Regions from separate parts of the Mus musculus genome. Here region 1 is linked to region 2. The links are chromatin contacts, called in public promoter capture Hi-C maps. All regions are on one chromosome and are shown on one strand. The core of a region is the stretch at or near the end of the contact, and the rest is flanking DNA. Distances in the headings are between cores, read along the strand shown.

Region 1 (4,508 bases), core at 859-3,358, 480 kb before region 2:
GAGAGAATGAAGAAGAAAAAGGGAGTGGAGTAGAAATGGATAAGGGGAATGAAAGAGGAAAGTTAGGGGGGAGACAGGGAAGAGAAAATTACAGTGTTTGGGGATATAGATCAGTAATCAAAGTAATTCCATTAGCAGATTTAAAGTCACAGATCTTGTCAGCACAGAGAAAGAAGGAGGAGAGACAGAGACAGAGCAAAGACAGACAGACACAAAAGGAAGAGATGAAAGGAGAAAGAGGTAAGCAATGGCTATATTCCAGATTCCCCTGGGCTCTCAGGTCTACCACTCCCTTCTGTGTTCAGTTGATTGAAAATCAGGGTCCAGTTTTTCCCAGTGGTACCAAGCAGGCGTGAGACTACCAAGTCTAGGTCTTGGCAGTGTAGGCAGCCAGAATTAGACACTTTTGAATATAAAGCAAGAAGGGTGATGTAGGTGGAGAACAGAAAGCACCTTCAAAATGATTCATATTCCGTGGGTAAAATTCAGACTCTTGGTGCTAAAAAGTACAGTATCTTTATCATACCTCCATCTTCCTCTTGATTTTTGTCTGATAACAACCTGAAAATGACTAGTCAGATAGGAAAGTTTCACAATTGGAAAAATAAAAATATTTACTGCAGATAAAAGTATGCTTTTCTAAAAGAAAATTAGAGCCAGGTATGGTGACATATACCTATAATTATAGCACTGGGGAGCCAGAGGCAGGAAAATGGCAAGTTCTAAGTAGTCTGGGTTATACTGTGAGAACTTGACAGGGTGGGAACAGAGGGAGAAAGAGGAGGAGGCAGGAGAGGAGGAGGAGGAGGAGGAGGAGAGAGAGAGAGAGAGAGAGAGAGAGAGAGAGAGAGAGAGAGAGAGAGAGAACTTGGAGACTAAGAAAAGTTTAGTCTCTAGAATGACTATGAAGGAGTATTCTATTCTTCCCGTGCCTCCAGAGTTCCCCGACAAATAACTCTCAGTATTTGGATGACAAAACTGATTTCAGTTCCCCAGATCGCAAACCTCTAAAGGAAGTTAGCACCTTCAGAAGTAATTCTGTCCTGACTGAAAGCCATTCTTACTTATCCGAGTCTGCTTTAAAATCACAGTTAATTACATAGCCTACTTCTGGACTTCCTGTGACACAGATCCAGACAGAAGTTCTACTTTTGTATCCACTTTGTATGATAACAGCCGCAAAGTAGAAATGTAAACACGGCAGGCGAGGGGGCATTCGGGAAACATCACTTTCTTTAGATACTGGGTGATATACACTGCAGGAAGAATCCTTGAAATGTGTCTTCTAATTTAAAAGTATAAAAGCAAACTGACCCTAGACTTGACTGTTTTATTACTGTTTTTTTAATTACCCTCCCTTGCTGGAAATATTCACTGCACTGCTCTACCAGAAACTCGCTGTATATTAAGGAGCATTCTTAGAATAGTTTGAAAGGTTAACGGACTCACCTTGCCAATAAGAGCCCTGTTTTCATTTTGCTGCTACCACCACCCAGATAATGTCAAAGGTGCTTCTCCTCTGCCAACATTTGACAAGATTTCCCCTCTTAAAGCAAATCTCAAGACCCCGGGACATAAGGCCTATCACAGAACAGTCTTCAGGAACAGATGGGAAGGCCCGCTTACCTGCTGTACACTGGCAACTCTCATGTAGGAGTCCAGGACAATCAACAGAGGCACGTGGAAATTTTTATCTTCAAATAACTTGGAGGCTGGAAAAGAAGGGGGCAAATGGGGGATGAAAACAAAGTCACAAACCACGGCATCCTGGCATCCTTTCAATCTTCCAGGGATCTCAGCTCCTTCCTCCCTGAAGGAAAGGAGTGGGGTGCCCAAGATTAAGACTCAAGTGCAGGATAAAGTTTGCAGAGGAGGGAGGGGCTGCAGGCATTACCGCGGTCCGAGTAGGTGAACACCAGCATGTCCTCCAGGAGCTGAAGCAACGTCTCGATCTGCTTGCCTTCCTGGACATTATTCAGCCTGACTATCAACTTCTTCAGAGCCTCCTCCTCCTCTTCCTCTTCGCAGCCCTGACAGGCGCCACTGGCCATGGTGCAGCCGGCGGGGACTGCGGCGAGCTGGGACGGCTCCTGCTCTCAGAGCTGCTCGGCCGCCTCCGCTGCAGGCCCAGCCCTCGGTCCCCAGCCGCGCCCAGACGGTGACGGCGACCGCCCCTGCCCAGTCTCAGCCCGGCCTGCCCAGCCGCATCGCGCCGCTGGGAACTCCGCCGGGGAAAAGCGAAAGCCGCCACCCCGCCACTAAGAATAGCAAAGGGGCGTTGGGAAAGGAGGACACCGCCCAGTTGGCCCCTTTCAGGAAAGCGGTTTCTTTTAAGAGTTCCCCCTATAGGGAGAGGAGTAATTTGCTCCCCAAAGAATGCAGCGTTTAACAATCAAAATCGGCCAGCTACATGGGCTTTAGGAGTTGTTTGCTTGTTGGTTATCCTGAGCTCTGGTTGTGGTTGCCAAAAGGCCTCTCTCTGTTTTGAGTTTGCAGGCAGGATCTGGGAGCTCTGATTCAGCTCTCAAGGATGGAACTCACAGCAGAGTCAGTGAAGCTAAGGTTGGAAGAAACAGTCTTTAAACGGCATTCTTGGTCTGAACTAGTTATTAGTACTGCTGCCCGGGCCTCTAAAGTTAAAAGGGGTATTCTGAAAGCCGGGGCAACTGCTAATTCCAGCACCTGGGAGGTGAAGACAAGAACCAAAGAAATCGGAGGCCATCCTTGCTTCATACAAGTTCAAGGCCAGCCTGGGCTATAAGAGCCTACCTAGAAAGAAGGAATGGGGGGAGGGGAGAAAGGGAAGGGAAAAGGAGAGGGAGGAAGAAGTAGAGGAAGAAGAGAGAGGGAGAGAGCAGGGGGAGAGGGGGAGGGGGAAGGAGAAGAGGTAAATGAAGAGTTGAAGCAGGAGAAGAAAGGGGAGGGGGCGGGGGAGAAGGGGACAGATCTGCAAGGCACAGTGCTAAAGCATCCCTGTGAAGAAGATGTTGCATCCCAAGAAGAAAGCAAAAGAAAATGCTCACGTAGTAAGGTTTTTCAAGAAGAGAAGTCTCTGGTACAGTGCTGTAGTCAAGGCTTGGATGTTCTATGGTCTCAGATGACCCAACCTCAAGGTTATTTACCCCGAAGGAGAATTAGAGCAGTTAATTTATTTCCTGGCTTCTAGTTCGTTAACATTCTGATAACAATTCACAAACGGATGAGGAGTTCTTTCCTGTCTGAGGAAATGTCTTTGGGATGGGTAAGAGGTGGAGGGGTTTGAGAGGCGGGTTGAGAGCCAAGACACAACTGAAGGTCAGGCTGAAAGTTTGTCCACACTCTGCACTTTCAGCAGAACAAGAAAGCAAGTTTCCATCAGCTTGGGTACTCACTGAGTGCTTCTTGTTGCCAAGGGTTTTCACCTTTGCGTGGTAGTAAAGTGCTAATATTTGCAAGGCTAGAATAGTTAGGATTTGCTTCCAAGTAACCCACGATTGAAGGGTGGGGTCAAAACGGGAAGAATTAGACATGAAATGAACTGGGAATTGTGGAAGGTAAGAGATGAATTCCTGGGGCATTGCTCCTCTCTGTGTGTAATTTTCCATAATGACAAAACTCTCAGCTGATGACATATATGAGACCTATATTACCTCTTCTATGCGCTTTCATGACATGAGGACCTCAGATTTTCTTTTCTTTTTTCCCCCGTATTTTATTTACTTCTTGTTAAAACACACACACACACACACACACACACACACACACACACACACACACACCAAAAACCTTGCCAGAAATTGAGACTTATGTCCCTTCAAAAGAAAATTCTAAGTGACACCGTGTTTCCAAAGTCCCCTTGTAGGACTATCATCCACCTGTAGGACTCCATACTCAGCAGGGCACCAAACAGGGTGTACTTTGAGCTCTCTGCTGGAAACATTTGCCAGAAGCCAGTACACCTTAGGGCAAAGTGTCCTTGAGTTTTAAATGTGATGAATTGATTGACTAAATTTCCAAGACTCATTAACTTCCCAGTTAACGAGAATGAAGATGATGGCTGCAGACAGAAGTTCATAACTAAGTAGTCAAAGAATAGTAAAATAACACTCAATGTTTACCTAACTTCTGAGGAAGAAAGAAATAAAACTGACATGGCCAACCACAGCAAACACCAAAACAAATTACAGATGGGTTAAAAAGCAAATAAAAAATAATTAGGAGGCACTGGATAGTAAACGTTATTTAGCCCAGCATTAAAAGCAAACGCAGTGACAGAAGACACACAACATTAACATTTGTGATTCATTAAAACTCAGATATTCTGCCATCAGAAGAAAGAAAAAGTAAACAAAAGGAAAATGGTAAATGGCTGGGGCTTTCATATGGAAGAACCAATTAACTTGAAGAGTTTTTAATATGTCACTGGAGAGACAGCAGCACCCCAACAGGCATTTCGAGGAAAATGTAAGTTTACTGTAAATGAGCAGGAAGTCTAAGAAAACTATGCTCATCTCTATAAAGAATATGCT
Region 2 (4,505 bases), core at 1,107-3,606:
CACCAAACGCAGACACTATTGTGGATACCAACAAGTGCTTGCTGACAGGATCCTGATATAACTGTTTCCTGAGAGGCTCTGCCAGAGCCTGACATATACAAAGGTGGATGCTCACAGCCAACCATTAAACTGACCACTGGGTCCCCAATGGAGGAGTTAGAGAAAGGACTGAAGGAGATGAAGGGGTTTGCAACTCCATAGGAAGAACAACAAAATCAACCAGGGACTAAACCACCAATCAAGGAGTACACATGAGGGACCCATGGCTCCAGCCACATATGTAGCAGAGGACTGCCTTGGTGGGCATCAATGGGAGAAGAGGCCCTTGGTCCTGTGTTAGCTGGAGTTCCCAGTGTAGGGGAATTTGAGGCGGGAGTGGGTGGGTGGAGACACACCCTCATAGAAACAGTTAGAGAAGGGATGGGATAGGGAGATTCTGGGGGGAAATTGGGAAAGGGGATAACATTTGAAATGTAGATAAATAAAATATCCAATTAAAAAAAAGAGTTCCACTTCCATATTTCCATGTCTTCTGGTGTTGTGTTGGTCCTGGTCCTGTTTAAGCAGCTATGCAGTTAAAAGGATCCTAGGTGAAGCTCCCCTGCTATTTCTAGGAGACATACTTTCACAGCAGATTTTCTGGTCCTCTGGCTCTTCCAGTCTTCCCACCACTCTACCCTGATGTTTCCTGGACCCTAGATGCAAGAGATGCGCTGCTGTAGATGTATTAATTGGCAGCCCAGGGAGTCTTATCAGCATTGCTTGAGTGTGCTAATATGACCAAATACCAAAGATATGTGTCATTTGTATGTTGGTACATCTGTTAAGTTGGATGCAAATAAAAGACCTCTGGATAACAAACAATTCTTAGATTTAATATATGTATGCCAAAGAGCTCAAAAGAATACTGTTTTTTAAAAATCATTCTTGGTAAAGGCAATTCTTTGACTCATGTCTAATGAACAATAACGATCACAAGACATTGGGGCACATATTCTAGCAGGGAGGTTTGCAGACTTCTATATACAATGTTTTTTTTTAAACAACTGACTATTTTATTTAATGTCTACACCCACTTCCCAGAATAGCATCGTTTCCATTTTACAGATAGAAGGCAAAGCTGAAGCACAGAGAGGACTAGTAACGAACACACAAGTGACCCGTTGTGATGTGACAATCACCATGTAGCTATCTTTCACTTCTTTAAATCAGGACAGATGTGGGGGTGTCAAAGTGCACTCCTGCCCTGGAACTACTATGGAGGATCAAAAGGGAGAGTCTGTGCATAATAAGGCCCAAGTATAAAATGATGCTTAGCTTAAGGGTCAAATAACACTAGCAGGTTAAAATAAGCCGTTCTACCTAACTGTGCTGGGCTCTGGCTTAAATGCACACCTTCAGGATAAGCCAGTCGTTGGAAAGACAGAAGAGAGGAGCAGAGAAAGGCTCTATCATGCAAAATCACCTTTGCCTTGCCTTCAAAAAAAGACCTTCAATTTATTAAAAATTATACAAAGTTTTGCTTGACTATTGATCCTTATGCCTTCCACTGGGAATGTGAATAATTTTTAAACTTTCTTGATTGTTGTCAAACAGCAAAAATGTTCATAGGAAGAAGCCAGCAGATTATCTCTGAGCCTAAAGAAAAACATGAAGAAAAAAAAAAAAAGTCTTGAAGAAATGCTTCCTAAAAATTGTTTTCCATCATAGGATCCCAGTTCGATTTCCCAGCTGATAAAATTCTTAAATTACCTCCAAACAAAAACAAACAAACAAACAAACAAAACACAAGGGAGATTTTTAAGTCACTTCGTAAGCAAATATTAATGTGTCAGATAACATTGCTAAACATAATCGTGGAGCAGAAAGAACTTTATTATCAGGACAAGTTAGTACCAAGGGATCTTGGGGAAGAACTCTGGGTGTAGCTCTGAGTGACTGTTTTCTGTAATACCCAAGCTCGCCTCCAGCTTATTTACAATAGCAGCCAATCTAATAGTTTCTGTGAATATCTGGGGAGAGTCGAAACAAGGGCGAAGGGCGGGAGTGAGGGGGGGGGGGGACAACATCTTCTGAACAAAACATTCTCAAGGATACATGTTTGCTATTTTGTCTTATGCCTCTCGCTGTTATCACTCTCTTGTCTGACTCCTTTCCCTGGGCCGGTTCCGTTAATCCTCTTGAGGCTCCTCCCTCCTCTCGCTGTTTCTTTCTCTCTGGGCTCATTAAAGCTGCTGCAATCCTTCCTTCCCTCTGCCTTCCCCTTTGTAGAAATCTTAGAGACGGGATGTATATTCTGAAACTTCTGAGGGTTTCTAAGTGCCGCTGAGCATGCTCAGTAGCTCTAAGGGAAGGTTTGTTCTCCAGCAGCTGACCTCATTCGACCTCTCCAGAAATAGATATTTAACTCTCTGAACTCCTGTTTAAGTATAGGATTTGTTTTGGCTCTCTCTTCGTTTTTAAGGTTCAAAGGGAAGAGGCCAGGAGTCCAGGGTCTCACCGCCCACGCAGCCAATGAGACGCCTGTGGGTGGAGCCTGGCCAGCTCTGGCTGCTGAGGGACTCGCCCCCGGAGGATGCGGTGGAGTTTGTGCTTTGCTGCATCCGTCACTGAAGAACAAAATAAGAGTAAAGGAGACAAGCTGCAGAGCATGGGAGGCTGTGGGGTCTTCTGAAACCTTTGCTGGGCTTTCCGCGGAGCATGAGCTTTTAAAACGAATTCTTTTCAAAGAAACCCATTTGTGTAGCTGGAAAAATGATACACATGCTAAATGCAGCAGCCTATCGGGTGAAATGGACCAGATCCGGTGCTGCTAAAAGGGCTGCCTGCCTGGTGGCTGCGGCATATGCTCTGAAAACCCTCTATCCCATCATTGGCAAGCGTTTAAAGCAGCCTGGCCACAGGAAGGCAAAAGCAGAAGCTTACTCGCCTGCAGAGAACAGAGAAATACTGCATTGCACGGAGATCATCTGTAAAAAACCTGCGCCGGGACTAAATGCAGCTTTTTTCAAACAGCTACTAGAACTTCGGAAAATCCTCTTTCCAAAACTTGTGACCACTGAAACGGGGTGGCTCTGCCTCCACTCGGTGGCTCTAATCTCAAGAACATTTCTCTCTATTTATGTGGCTGGTCTGGATGGGAAAATCGTGAAAAGCATCGTGGAAAAGAAGCCTCGGACTTTCATCATCAAATTAATCAAGTGGCTTATGATTGCTATCCCTGCTACCTTTGTCAACAGTGCTATCAGGTACCTGGAATGCAAACTGGCATTGGCCTTTAGAACTCGCTTAGTAGACCATGCCTATGAGACCTATTTCGCAAATCAGACTTATTATAAGGTGATAAATATGGATGGGAGGCTGGCAAACCCTGACCAGTCTCTTACCGAAGACATTATGATGTTCTCGCAATCTGTGGCTCACCTGTATTCCAACCTTACCAAACCTATTTTAGATGTCATTCTAACCTCCTATACTCTCATCCGGACAGCTACATCCAGAGGAGCAAGCCCTATAGGGCCCACCCTGTTAGCAGGACTTGTCGTGTATGCCACTGCTAAAGTACTGAAAGCTTGCTCGCCCAAATTTGGTTCGCTGGTGGCTGAAGAAGCCCACAGGAAAGGCTACCTGCGGTATGTCCACTCCCGAATCATAGCCAATGTAGAAGAAATTGCCTTCTACAGAGGACATAAGGTAAGACAGGCATTAAAGCAACGGGTGAAATGTGAGACTGTTCAGGCAGCCACTGCACTGCCAGATACCATCTGTTGTCTTGTTGACAGACCCACTTTCTGAGCATTTTACAGTCCCCGTGCCCCCCGCTCCACCCCCACCCGCCGTCCCCGTAGCTAAATCATGCTAAAATACATGAGCCCTTTAAATCGCCAGCCAGGAGAGAATGAAAGAGTCCAAACTTCTCTGAAGTTTCATGAGAATAAAATGTCTATTCTTTTTTAAGTAAGCGGTCTTCATAGCCTCTGTTACTCTAGTGTGACTGTAATGAATGAGCTCAAAGGCTTTTTCTTAAAACTTAAGTACTAACTTGGTGAAGGGTTCTGCACATTGTGAAGTCCATGCACTTTTAGGAACTGAGAGTAAACTTCTTTGGATTGAGAGGGAGATGTTGGAGTATCCTTTGTCGTTCTTTTGTGTTGGGGGATGGGGAGGGGGCGAGAACTGCTTTCAAAGAAAAAAACAGTTCAGACACTTTTGCAAGACTGATCAATGAGAGTGGTGTGCAGATGAGGAAATGTAGAGGAGTGTCTCACGAAATGGCCTTTACTTTTAACTTTGGCTGAGGACATAATTTTGACAGAGATAATTAAATTTTGCCTAGGAGAGGAGTAAAAACTAAGATTAGCGAGGACAGGAGTAGGAAGGAGCACCGCGGTGCTATTTTTAAATGGTACCGATCTTCAACAGTCGAATAATTAGCCCAGTTATGTAAAATCGTAGTGTCTTATAGTGGCTTCACAATGTTGAGTATGGTATAAATTGGGGGTGAG

Evidence for each region. Promoter capture Hi-C pulls out the DNA fragments that hold promoters and counts their contacts.
Region 1: a promoter capture Hi-C map of hippocampal neurons shows a contact between it and region 2, with 2.6 times the contacts expected there. The contact joins the promoter of Lrrk2 here to the promoter of Abcd2 in region 2. A contact is called at or near these places in 2 of 39 promoter capture datasets (hippocampal neurons and neutrophils), 1 of 484 Hi-C or Micro-C datasets (brown adipocytes) and 3 of 9 other capture datasets (adipose tissue, liver and pancreatic islet).

What each region holds. Positions count from the first base shown.
Region 1 is chr15:91,670,824-91,675,331 of GRCm38.p6, reverse strand. Lrrk2 (leucine-rich repeat kinase 2) reads right to left here and starts at 2,108. Exons shown (of 51, transcript NM_025730.3): 1 at 1,895-2,108; 2 at 1,627-1,712. The coding sequence starts at 2,051.
Region 2 is chr15:91,189,858-91,194,362 of GRCm38.p6, reverse strand. Abcd2 (ATP-binding cassette, sub-family D (ALD), member 2) reads left to right here and starts at 2,356. Exons shown (of 10, transcript NM_011994.3): 1 at 2,356-3,693. The coding sequence starts at 2,755.